Regions from separate parts of the Mus musculus genome. Here region 1 is linked to region 2. Evidence: chromatin contacts called from public Hi-C data. All regions are on one chromosome and are shown on one strand. Each heading gives the region's core, a stretch centred on a gene start, on an enhancer-like site or on the middle of the called end of the contact. The rest is flanking DNA. Distances are from core to core; before and after follow the strand shown. Region 1 overlaps Rabep1 (rabaptin, RAB GTPase binding effector protein 1). Region 2 holds the start of Scimp (SLP adaptor and CSK interacting membrane protein).

What was found. A called contact is a pair of places that touch in the nucleus more often than the background predicts.
Region 1: a contact with region 2 is called in a Hi-C map of liver, with 1.7 times the contacts expected there. The contact joins the enhancer-like site here to the promoter of Scimp in region 2. A contact is called at or near these places in 1 of 15 datasets of contacts at CTCF or cohesin (CD8 T cells), 4 of 484 Hi-C or Micro-C datasets (liver and myocytes), 1 of 115 datasets of contacts at active chromatin or transcription factors (pancreatic cancer cells) and 2 of 9 other capture datasets (adipose tissue and pancreatic islet).

The regions. Positions count from the first base shown.
Region 1 is chr11:70,870,188-70,875,493 of GRCm38.p6, forward strand. It overlaps Rabep1 (rabaptin, RAB GTPase binding effector protein 1), which reads left to right. Exons shown (of 18, transcript NM_019400.3): 2 at 4,559-4,687. Among named protein-coding and RNA genes, the nearest start is that of Rabep1, 28 kb to the left of the region's middle. Within about 2 kb of position 1,709, at least 45 of the 459 cell types and tissues checked have an H3K27ac peak or open chromatin away from gene starts, as enhancers often do. A contact at or near this core is called in CD8 T cells, adipose tissue, liver and 1 more, where this site is marked.
Region 2 is chr11:70,809,950-70,815,478 of GRCm38.p6, forward strand. It overlaps Scimp (SLP adaptor and CSK interacting membrane protein), which reads right to left and starts at 2,612. Exons shown (of 5, transcript NM_001045526.2): 1 at 2,527-2,612.

The DNA of each region.
Region 1 (5,306 bases), core at 459-2,958, 59 kb after region 2:
CCGAGTGTGTGCCTGACCCAAGCATTAGATCCCCTGAGTCTGTAGTTACAGAGGGGATGCTGAGAACTGAATTGAAGTCCTCCACAAGAGCTGCAGTGCTCTCACGCCCTCCATCCCTGAGCCATCTCTCCAGCCCTAAGCTTTACTTTTGAGTGTGTGTGTGTGTGTGTGTGTGTGTGTGTGTGTGAGAGAGAGAGAGAGAGAGAGAGAGAGAGAGAGAGAGAATATGATTTAGTTTAGGGTTCTTTATTTTGTGCGATTTTTTTCCTTGAGCTCTGTGGTCTGCTGAGTATCTTCTGGTTCAGCTCTGGTACCCTGGTACCTGGTTTAGCTCATCAGAGTGCAGCCTTGCTTCCCTAGGATGTCCTTGGCCATATGAGTTTCCCTTCCAAGTTGCCTAGAGAATTTCTGCTCTGCCAACTCCTAATGGCAGCATGCCATGGCTTAGGCTGATGTTGGCAGACAGCTTCTTTTCCCAGTTAGGTGTGGCAGATATGTGGCTTGCCTGCTTTGTCCACTGTTCTGGCCTGGCATATTTTTTCTTTTCTTTTCTTTTTCTTTTTTCTTTTTTTCTTGGGTTGTTTGTTTGTTTTTGTTTTTGTTTTTTTGTTTTTGTTTTTCGAGACAGGGTTTCTCTGTAGAGCCCTGACTGTCCTGGAACTCACTCTGTAGACCAGGCTGGCCTCGAACTCAGAAATCCACCTGCCTCTGCCTCCCAAGTGCTGGGATTAAAGGCATGCACCACCACTGCCCGGCTCCAGTCTGTTTTTATTGTACTTTTACATGGTTCATATCGTGCTATCTGTAATTTTGTATTTTGTTCTTTTCATTTATATTTTCTTTGGCATCTTATTAAATGGGTATACCTACAATAGCTAATAATTTAATTTTCTGCTTTTCTTCCTTCCTTTCCCTCCATCCTCCTCTCTCCTCCTTTCTTTCTTACAAGGTCTCACTGTTTCCCAGCTGGGCTTGAACTCCTTAGCCGCCTGAATAGCTGAATTGTGAGCACCTACCCTGTGCCCAGCAGTAGTTTCAGTTTAGAATTTGGTGACAGTGCAAAGGGTTTCAGGAACTTTTTTCTTTCCCCTGCACTGATATTCTGTGGTTTGAAATGGGTGTCTTTATGGATCTTGAGTAAAATCTTCAAGTAAAAGTTTCTGGTTATAGTAAGATAAGACCCAAACTTCTCTTTTCCTTTTTCTAGCTTTGTGTTATTAAACTTAGTAAAGTGTTTCCTTTTTTTGAAGGTATATAGTAGGACACAGCTGAGGGCTTGAAAATGGTTTTAAGTTATTGTACATTCTTTCATATAAAAATTAGGGAAAATTAAGCTAGACAATGTGATGTGGTCCAATCTTTCAGTCTAACACTTGGGAGACAAAGAAAGATGACTGAGAGTTGAGATTGTCTCAATAAACAATAGTAAAACTAGGAAAAGTCAAATATGTAAGAATTATTGGATCTTTTCCTTATTTATGATTTTACTTTTTCTTCTTTTAATATTGGTAGTGCTTAATTCAGATATTTTGAGTAAGTGACTTTTTCTTTTTGGATAGTAAGCATTAAAAGTAGCCACAGTCTTGAAAAACAAAACCAAGCAACCAAATAAAATAAATGAAACCACAGAGGCTTGACATGGTGGTGTGGCAAGCTCCTTTAATCCAAAGAATTGGCAGCTTGTAGCAGCTGGATCACTGTGAGTTCCAGGCCAACCCTGGCAATTTAACAAATGTCATTCTGGCCTTGGCCAGGGAGACCTTGTCCCTTTTGCTCTTCCTGTCCTTGATAAATAAATTAATAAATTAGCCTTAGCATCAGATGATTTCCCCCTTAGTACTTCAACAAAGTAATGATATGTGGACCGTGTTTGTGAAGGCTGATGGACTAAAACTCCATGCTGTTAAATATTGTTGAAAGCTGATGAGGAGGCTAGTTAAATTGTGTGTAGCAGGGCGGGGTATGTCCTGGAAATCAGTAAGCATGGAACTTGGTGAGAATCCTGAGGGCAGGAGTGTCTTTTGTGGCTACAAAGGGATTTGATCTTTGTATTTCTTTATGCAGTAACTACTCTTAAAGTGACCGCTTACATTTATCATTTTTTTCCTACATTCCATGTTAAGCACTTTTTGAGCTCTGTGCTAATTACTGACCTATTGAGTCACCATGTTAGCACATAGTATAGCACTTGCATTTGAAGAACTGTTTTCAGTTTGATTTCTGATTGCATTATGATATACCTATTTCTAAACTTCTATTTGGCGTAAATTGACTTTTGTACGTGTGACATTAAACACATGCGTGTAAAAAGCAGTTATTTTGACCATTCTGTTTTGTAGAAGTGTGATATGCCTGTAGTACTTGAGATAGATTGTTTCAAAAGTTACATCAAAACAGAATGAAAATAAGGGAGGATCTTGGTAAACCCTCAAATGGATCATGATTTCTGGAATTTTAATCTGTTTTATAAATTGGAGAGAGCCAGCTGTGGGTGTGGACTTGGGTTTGAACAGTGTGGGTCAGAGCCAGGATGCAGTAGGGAGGAGTGGAAACACAATGTTTGTCTGAAAAAAAAAATAAAACAATTTATATGAATGTTTAACTCTGTAGCCCAGGTTTGCTTGGGACTGACTACTCCAGTCCAGGCTAACGTTAAACTCATGATAATCCTCCTGCCTCAGGCAAGTGCAGGGCTTACAAATAACAAACTACCATGCCAGGCTTTGGCTGTAATTTTAAAAGCTACATTTTTGGGTTTTGCTGATTCATTTGTCTTTTGACTTAAATATAAGTATAATGATGAATGACATGTGCCTATGGATATGTGTGTGGTTTAGTGGAAGGTATGGATGATGTAGGGTGTAGGGAAAAGTATGAACAAAAGGCCTTTAAAATTTTTATTTTAAATTACTAGGTTACATAGTATTTTTTAACATGCACATAATATTTTGAAGGGCATTTACATTGTGGAATGGTTTCCTTCATTTGTCAGAGGCCTTGTTTATTTTTGTAGTAGTCAGTATGTGTCAGTAATTTTAGTGTTCTCTGGGGAAGCTAGTAACTTAATTGTTGGCATATAACAGTAACTACCAGCAGAAATAAGGAGCTAAGAGATTAAACTAAATTCCCTTCATGATTTTAAATAGTAAACCTCCTTCCAGTGGTTATCTTTCCATATATTCTTCTACATGGCTGCGTTCTGTTATATTTTCTCCTCTCCTTTTTTTTTTTTTTTTTTACAAACAAACAAAAAAATAATCAAGGTTTCAAATAGTTAGGTGTCATTGTCTGACTATAGAGGTATCTCAGAATAACTTTCCCTTTAATGACATGGAGCTCACAGCAGCAATCTTTCTCTCTTCCAGCTGTGAGTTATACTAATGCTTTCAACTCTGTAGTGAAGCTAGCTTATGGATATGGGAATGAACAAATACAAGGTTTGGTTTAGAATTTGTTAGAGAAGCCAGGCGTGGCGCACGCCTTTAATCCCAGCACTTGGGAGGCAGAGGCAGGTGGATTTCTGAGTTCGAGGCCAGCCTGGTCTACAAAGTGAGTTCCAGGACAGCCAGGGCTATAGAGAAACCTGGTCTCGAAAAACCAAAAAAAAAAAAAAAAAAAAGAATTTGTTAGAGAAATATATCCTATTGCAGAGAACTTTGAAAGGAAAATTAATGAGTCATAGTTCTAACAATTAGTATACTTCTAGCCTTTTAAACATATTTTATAAAATCAGTTGTGAATTGAGCTGTGGCTTGAGTGTAGGGGATGACCTTTAAAGATAAGCCTGGTTATAAAGCTGACAGATTACCTTCATTTCCAGTGCTATATAGTAGAGAAAAGGGACCTCAGCCAGCTGAGGTAACTAGACAGTGGTTGGCTAGTGCTGATAAATACCTCCTAAAGGGATTATGTTGATAGCCTTATGGCTGAGCCAAGGGTTGGTGTTTTGACCAAAACAGTCCCTGGCCTAGACCAGAATAGACAGGCAGTGAGCTTCAGATCTTGAGCCCCTAAGTGAGTTATGTGTCCACTTATTGTCAGACTGTGGTCAGGACTTATCTGAAAACAGATGATCTGCCAGCATTGGAGCTGTGACACAGAACCATGGGTTTGTGTCTTTTCCATGTGTAATAATTTCCATATAATGGAATGGGTCTTTTGGGACTGGAAGATTAGTTCCTGTTGCTGTGGGTGTCCATAATAAAGAAACCGGAAGTAGCAACATTGACAGTGGGGTTAGCTGTGGGATAAAAAGCTTAACTAAGTCAATATTTAACTATTCCAGCCACAGACTAACATTCTGTCAGTATTAGGAGCTCTTGTAATGAAATTGGCTTTGTTCTCTGTGATTCTGTTTCATTATATATGACTCATTCACAGCATATGTATGAAAGTCTAATAGAAGTGTCTGGCTCTTTTTAAAAAATTAAAATTTACTAGAATATTAACGGATTTCAGTTTTTCTACTAGTTTGATGTGTAGCAGTATGTAGCTGGATGGCTATTCTTGAACCTTATAAACAAATTTATTACCTGTTAACTAGTATTTCTTTTTTCAGTTTCTCTTCAGCAACGGGTAGCAGAATTGGAAAAAATTAATGCAGAATTTTTACGTGCACAGCAGCAGCTTGAGCAAGAATTTAATCAAAAGAGAGCAAAATTTAAGGAGCTCTATTTGGCTAAAGAGGGTAAGTTTGCTAGTCTCTTCCCCAACTTTCCTGCCAAAACTGTCTTAAATGTTAAGTTACTGGTAGTACAATATTTGTTATTGAATAAACCATGATGTGTGTGTATGTGTGTGTGAGAAAAATAATGCTTTTTAGAACTAGGGTTCTCAGTGGAGTTGGGGAGCAAGTTGAAAAAGCATCATTAAGGTTTGTCTGTTTTCTGACTGTAATCTATTTCATTGTAGTTGGCTGTTCTTAACATTTGAGGTACAGTCCCTGGCTCTGTTGTATAGAAACCGACATGTTATGGAATTTACTAAGTATTCAGTTATTTTCTCAGTATATACTGTTAGGTACCTACTCTGTGGGCTACATTTTATTTAGGTGCTAGACACAAAATGTGAGCAGAGTAATGTGGCCCTTAAGGTTGATTGAACTGAAGGTGAGGAAAACAGATGTAGAGCCATTGTGCTATTAATTGTTAAGGATGAGTGTTTAAATCTGGTGGGGTATCTAGTTAGGAGGGGCAGGCAGGGAAGGTGTTTGCATTCTAGGTGTTGGCTTAGAAGCAGTATAGATATGGCTTCCTTGGTGCTATTGTGGAACAGCTGCAGCAGCATCAGGCTTACCTGGGAAACTC
Region 2 (5,529 bases), core at 1,362-3,861:
ATCCACCTGCCTCTGTTTCTCCAGTGCCACCATATCTGGGTTTGATATAGATATATATATAATTTTCAGTCTAATATGCGTAGGATGTGAGATGACAAGCCTGGGCTGACTGGACCTTACATCAAACTTAATAAATAGGGGCTTGGTCTTCCAGGGTAAAGGAGAACATGAAGTCTGTAACGGGCTTCAGTAGGGATGTGGAGAGCTAGCAAAGGACTTCAGGTGATTTGTAACTATGTATTATGACTGATATAGCTACTTAATACATTTATCGTGGGATATCTAGGATATGCACACATGTTAACACTATATATGGGGCCAATGACTTCAGTAAATTGATACTTACATTTTGCTGTTTAAATATACATTATGACCATTAAATATGTTGCTAAAGAAGACATACTTATGTACAATATCGTTACATATTTACAAATTTGTTTTGGATGATGTTTCCTTTGTGATCTTCTGTAGGTTTGTTTGTTTATGTTGAGAATTAAACCTAGGCCCTTGCACATACATGGCAAAGTCCTTTACCACTAAGCTACAAGTCCAGCCCGTGCCTCTTTAAAATCACATGCAATATTTTACTAAAGGAAATGGGTTAATCAAAGTTCTTGTAAATGAATGTACTGACATTGATTTATATACAGAATTATACATTTTTGGTGGAGGCGGGGATGGGGTGGTTGAGGCAGGGTCTCTCTACATACCCTTGGATGTACTGGAAGCCACTATGTAGATGAGGCTGTCCTTGAACTCACAGAGATTGACTTGACTCTGCCTCTCCAGTGCGTGATTAAAGGTGTGGCTATAAAATGATGTTTCAGTAGAAAACCCTGTGAGGAAGTTTATATTCTGCTTATATTTTATTATATTTTATATTATATTGTATTTATATTGAATTATGGGAACATGCTGTAATCATATCCTTATTCTGTATTCTGGCTTGCTAGCGCACTCTATAATGACATGGTGGTTAGTATTCCACTAAAAACAGTATCAGGGTGGGCAGTGGTGGCACACGCCTTTAATCTCAGCACTTGGGAGGCAGAGGTAAGTGGATCTCTGTGAGTTCAAGGCCAGCCTGGTCTACACATCAAATTCCAGAACAGTCAGGGCTACTACATAGAGAAACCCTGGCTGGGGAAAAAAAAGATGTCAGGTCAGAATGCGAATCCTGTAGAACTAACAAGGCGAGGGTACTTATGCATAATGAATGCCTGTCTCCACTGATATTTAACTCTGTTATGGCTAGCTCTGATGCCTGCATGTGTTAACACAGTGTTTGGGCCAATAACTGGACTGGCAGTTGCCCACACTGTCCTGCTGCTTGCTGCATGTGTGTCTCAGCATGACAGCTTAGCAAGCCGGGACGGCCGCACATTAATCCTGAGTCTGATTTATTATATCATAGGACTCAGTTCTATCCATACATGCTCAGTCCCCACAGCTTATTGCTTATCTAGCAGATTTGTTTACCTACAGTTAGGAAATACATCTATTTGCTAGGAAAAAAGGAAACAGGAACAGGGGAGAAAGGGAGGAAAAGGGGAGGAAGAGATAGATGTAGGGAGAAGGGAGGAGAAGGAAGGGAGAAGGGAGAAGGGGGAGGGGGAGAGGGGAGAAGGCGGGAGGAACTCCATCCTGACACACTTCTGGAGATGCTGATCCTCCCACATGGTCTATGGCATAATACAGGGATTGAAAAAATGATTTCTGAAGAGCTAGTGACATGGCTCAGTGGTTAAGAACAATGACTGCTCTTTCAGAGGAGTCCCAAGTTCCGTTCCCAGCACGGTGTTGTGGCTCACAACCATCTGTAAGTTCAGTTTCAAGGATCTGATGGCCTCATCTCTCCTCCAAGGACGCCAGGCATGTATATGATACGCAGACACACATGCAGGAAAAATTCCCAAACAGAGAAAGGAAAATATTTTCTATAAGAAAAAAAAAAAAAAAGAATTGAGAACATTGATTTCCAGAGGTCAAAAGCAGAAGGCTCCATCGAGGTCTCACGCCAGCTGAACACCTCTGAGTCCCGAGGCTTCTGAAGGTTGGCAAGTGCCTTATAAATCCCAGACACCAGAGGCTGAGTGCCAAAGGCACCGAGAGGCGTGCTGTTCTGATTCTTTCATCCAAGAGCACTGAGAGGTAGCCAGCGTTTACAATACACAGTACAGTGCGGGTCCTCTACCAATCAAATACCAGATATTACAGACACTATGCAGATAGCGATAATTCCTCACACTTCACACAACTCACTCCCAACTGTGACTTCATCCTTCCAGGTAAACTTGCCTTGCCTGGCACACACACTGGAGGAGTAAGGAGATGGCCAGCGTCACTCAGCAGCCACGCCAAGTGAACTCTTCCAGGCCACTCTTTCTCCAGTTGTACCCGGCTGTGTACTACAGCCTCGAGCGACAGTCCCCTCAGCCTGTGCCTGTGGGGTTGCCTATTTGGCCACACGTCTAACAGCAACATGGACAGATGACTATGGTGGGAAAAGCAAGTTGAAGCACTTACCTAGACTGCCGGGGTGTTCACTGGAAGCAGCTGGGGAGACAGCTGTGGACTGAGGGTGTTACTCAAGCACAACTGGGGAGAGGCTTGATCGCCCACATACCCTCACTCACCCTTGGAGGCTGCAGGCACTAGCCTGACCACACTTCCTCTTTCTGGTCCCCATTCTAGTGAAGCTAACTACTCCAGTTTTGTTTTTTGTTTTTTGTTTTTCTGTTTTTAAAAGCTACCTTCCCACTGCCCTTCGTGGCTCCAGCAGAGGCCCATGAAGGCTGGTCGTGGTGTGGAAGGGGGTCCTGAGAGGAATCAGGCTCCAGAGTGAGTGAGTGAGTGAGTGAGGGGGTTGCCCCAGGGGAAGTCTCCCTTAAACTTTCCTGGGCATGGTCATGTGGGACTCAAGAAGAGAGAGGGGGGCCCTAGGTCTACCCAGAGATGCATGGTGGGAAATGGAAGACAGATGCATCATCCCGCAAGTGTGGCTCTTGAACCCCTGGACCTGTTGGCCCAACTTCTGTTTAGAGGAGTCAAGGAGACTCTAAGAGAGTGTCTAAGAGAGCATGGTGGTGATACCTAGAGGGTAGCCTAGGCTGTTCTTGAACTTGTGATATTCCTACTTCTGCCTCCCAAGTACCAGATTACAAGTGCATGCTGTGACACCCGGCCAGTGGACAGTGTTAATTGAATTGAATCATTTCCTACCACACTGTGAGACAGAGTTCCCAGTGATGCTCATAGCCTCTAAAAATGGAAGTTTGGGGTGAGGAAACAAAGAAACTGCCTTGTAGAAGTAGCTGCTTGTGGTGAGTCGTCACTTCATGGCAGCATGGATGTGTGTGAGATGCCTCTCCAAGGGAGGGGTGCGCTGGCACTCAGGAACAATGATGACAACTAAAGTGACTGGGGAAGATTCCCCCACCTGCCCAGAAGATACCCACAGGTAGCATTCACTGGTGTTTACGGTGTAAATATTCCTACCATGGTCAATTTCAAAATATCAACATGGCATCCAGGAACTTGGAATTGGGAGGAAAGTGCACAAGGCTGCTCTCTCTCCCAAGCCTTCTGGGCCAACTGCATTGTATTGTTAGGAGCCACTGTTGAGTACTGCTGGGGGCTAGGACTCTACCAGGGTTTCACTTTCCTGGTCTCAATAGACCTTCACTTAATTCGATTATTTCCTTTGTTTCTTAGAATACTGAAGCGTGTGGAGGTTCTGCCATGGAACCAGTTTTTCATGGTGACCTTCAACTCAGATCTGTCCACACCAAAGGCAAAGCTGGTGCTCTTCCCTACTCACTTAGCTGAAACTTAATTGCTCAAAAATTGTCCTAAGCTAGGCATGGTGGTGCATACCTGTGATCCCAGCACTGGGGAGGCAGAAGCAGGAGGATTGCTGCTAGTTCAGTGTCAGTACGGCTATGTTGTGAAAGCCTGTCTCAAAACAAACAGAAGCCCTACCTTTCAAATAGCAAATTTAAAATTACCTTCTGAGAAGTTAGCCAGAGCCGGGCAGTGGTGGCACATGCCTTTAATCCCAGCACTTGGGAGGCAGAGGCAGGAGGATTTCTGAGTTTGAGGCCAGCCTGGTCTATAGAGTGTGTTCCAGGACAGCCAGGGCTACAGAGAAACCCTGTCTCGAAAAAACAAAACAAAACAAAACAAAACAAAACAAAACCCAGGATAGCCAAGGCTACACAGAGAAACCCTGTCTTGGAAAAGAAGAAGGAGAAGAAGGAGAAATGGAGAAGGAAAAAAGGAGAAGGAGAAGAAAAGTTAGCCAGAGCTCCTATGGGAATAGCATAGCCTAGGCTAGCAGAGCTATGGTCCTTGGCTTGTGCTCAATTTATCCAGTTGCTTTGCTTTCTCTGGGGGTCCCAAATTCAGCTGTGACATTGCAAACTTGATAAATATACCATGTTCAACAATCTGAAGAAAGTTCAAGCCCTAGGAGGCAGAAGATCAAAATTCCCAGCCCAATTTGTCGAGCAACTTTCTGAGTAAACCCTTCCCTTCTGCTGTGGTCTGTTGTTGCCTGTGAAATCAGTTTTCACCAGATGAACATAAAGTTGCTCTCAGGATTCTGCTATGAGATCTTTCTTCTGTTCCTCTCCTTCACTTTTTGATAAATAAAAAATGGCATAAATTTAAGGTACACAATGTAGCACATGACTTGATGCATCTGTTCTGTGGAATGATGACCCCGCCCAAGCTGATTAACAAATACACCACTTTGACATAGTTTAAAAAAATTAAATTAGGATTTTTTTGTTTGTTGGTTTTTTGTTTTTTTGAGACAGGGTTTCTCTGTGTAGCCCTGGCTGTCCTGGAACTCATTCTGTACACTAGGTTGGCCTTGAACTCAGAAATCTGTCTGCCTCTGCCTCCCAAGTGCTGTGATCAAAGGCAAGTGCCACCACTGTCCGGCTTAGGATTTATTTATTTATTTTCTGAGACAGGGTTTCTCTGTATAGCCCTGGCTGTCCTGGAACTCACTCTGTAGACCAGGCTGGCCTCGAACTCAGAAATCTGCCTGCCTCTGCCTCCCAAGTGCTGGGATTAAAGGCATGCGCCACCATGCCTGGCTAGGACTTATTTTTAAACATTTTGTAGTGTATGTATATCTATGTGACTATGCCACATATGTGCAGATGTCCCTAGAGGTCAGCAGAGGGATTAGCTTCTCCAGAGTGGCGTTATAATTGGCTCTGAGCAACCTGATGTGGGTGCCGGAACCGAATCTGGGTTCTTTGCAAGAGCAGCAGGCGTTCCTAACTGCTGAGCCCTCCCCGCAGCTCCCTCCTCATTCTCTGTGTGAGGAAACTTAAGGCAGGCTCTCTGAATTTCGAGTTGTACAGACGGCTCCCAAACCTTTTATTTTTATTTTTTTAGTGTTGGAGTTTGAACTGAGTGAGGGCATTGCTCTTGCCAGGCAGATATTCTACCACTGAGCTATATCGGTTTACTTTTTATTTTGAGACAGGTTTGTCAATAAACTTGTCCAGACTG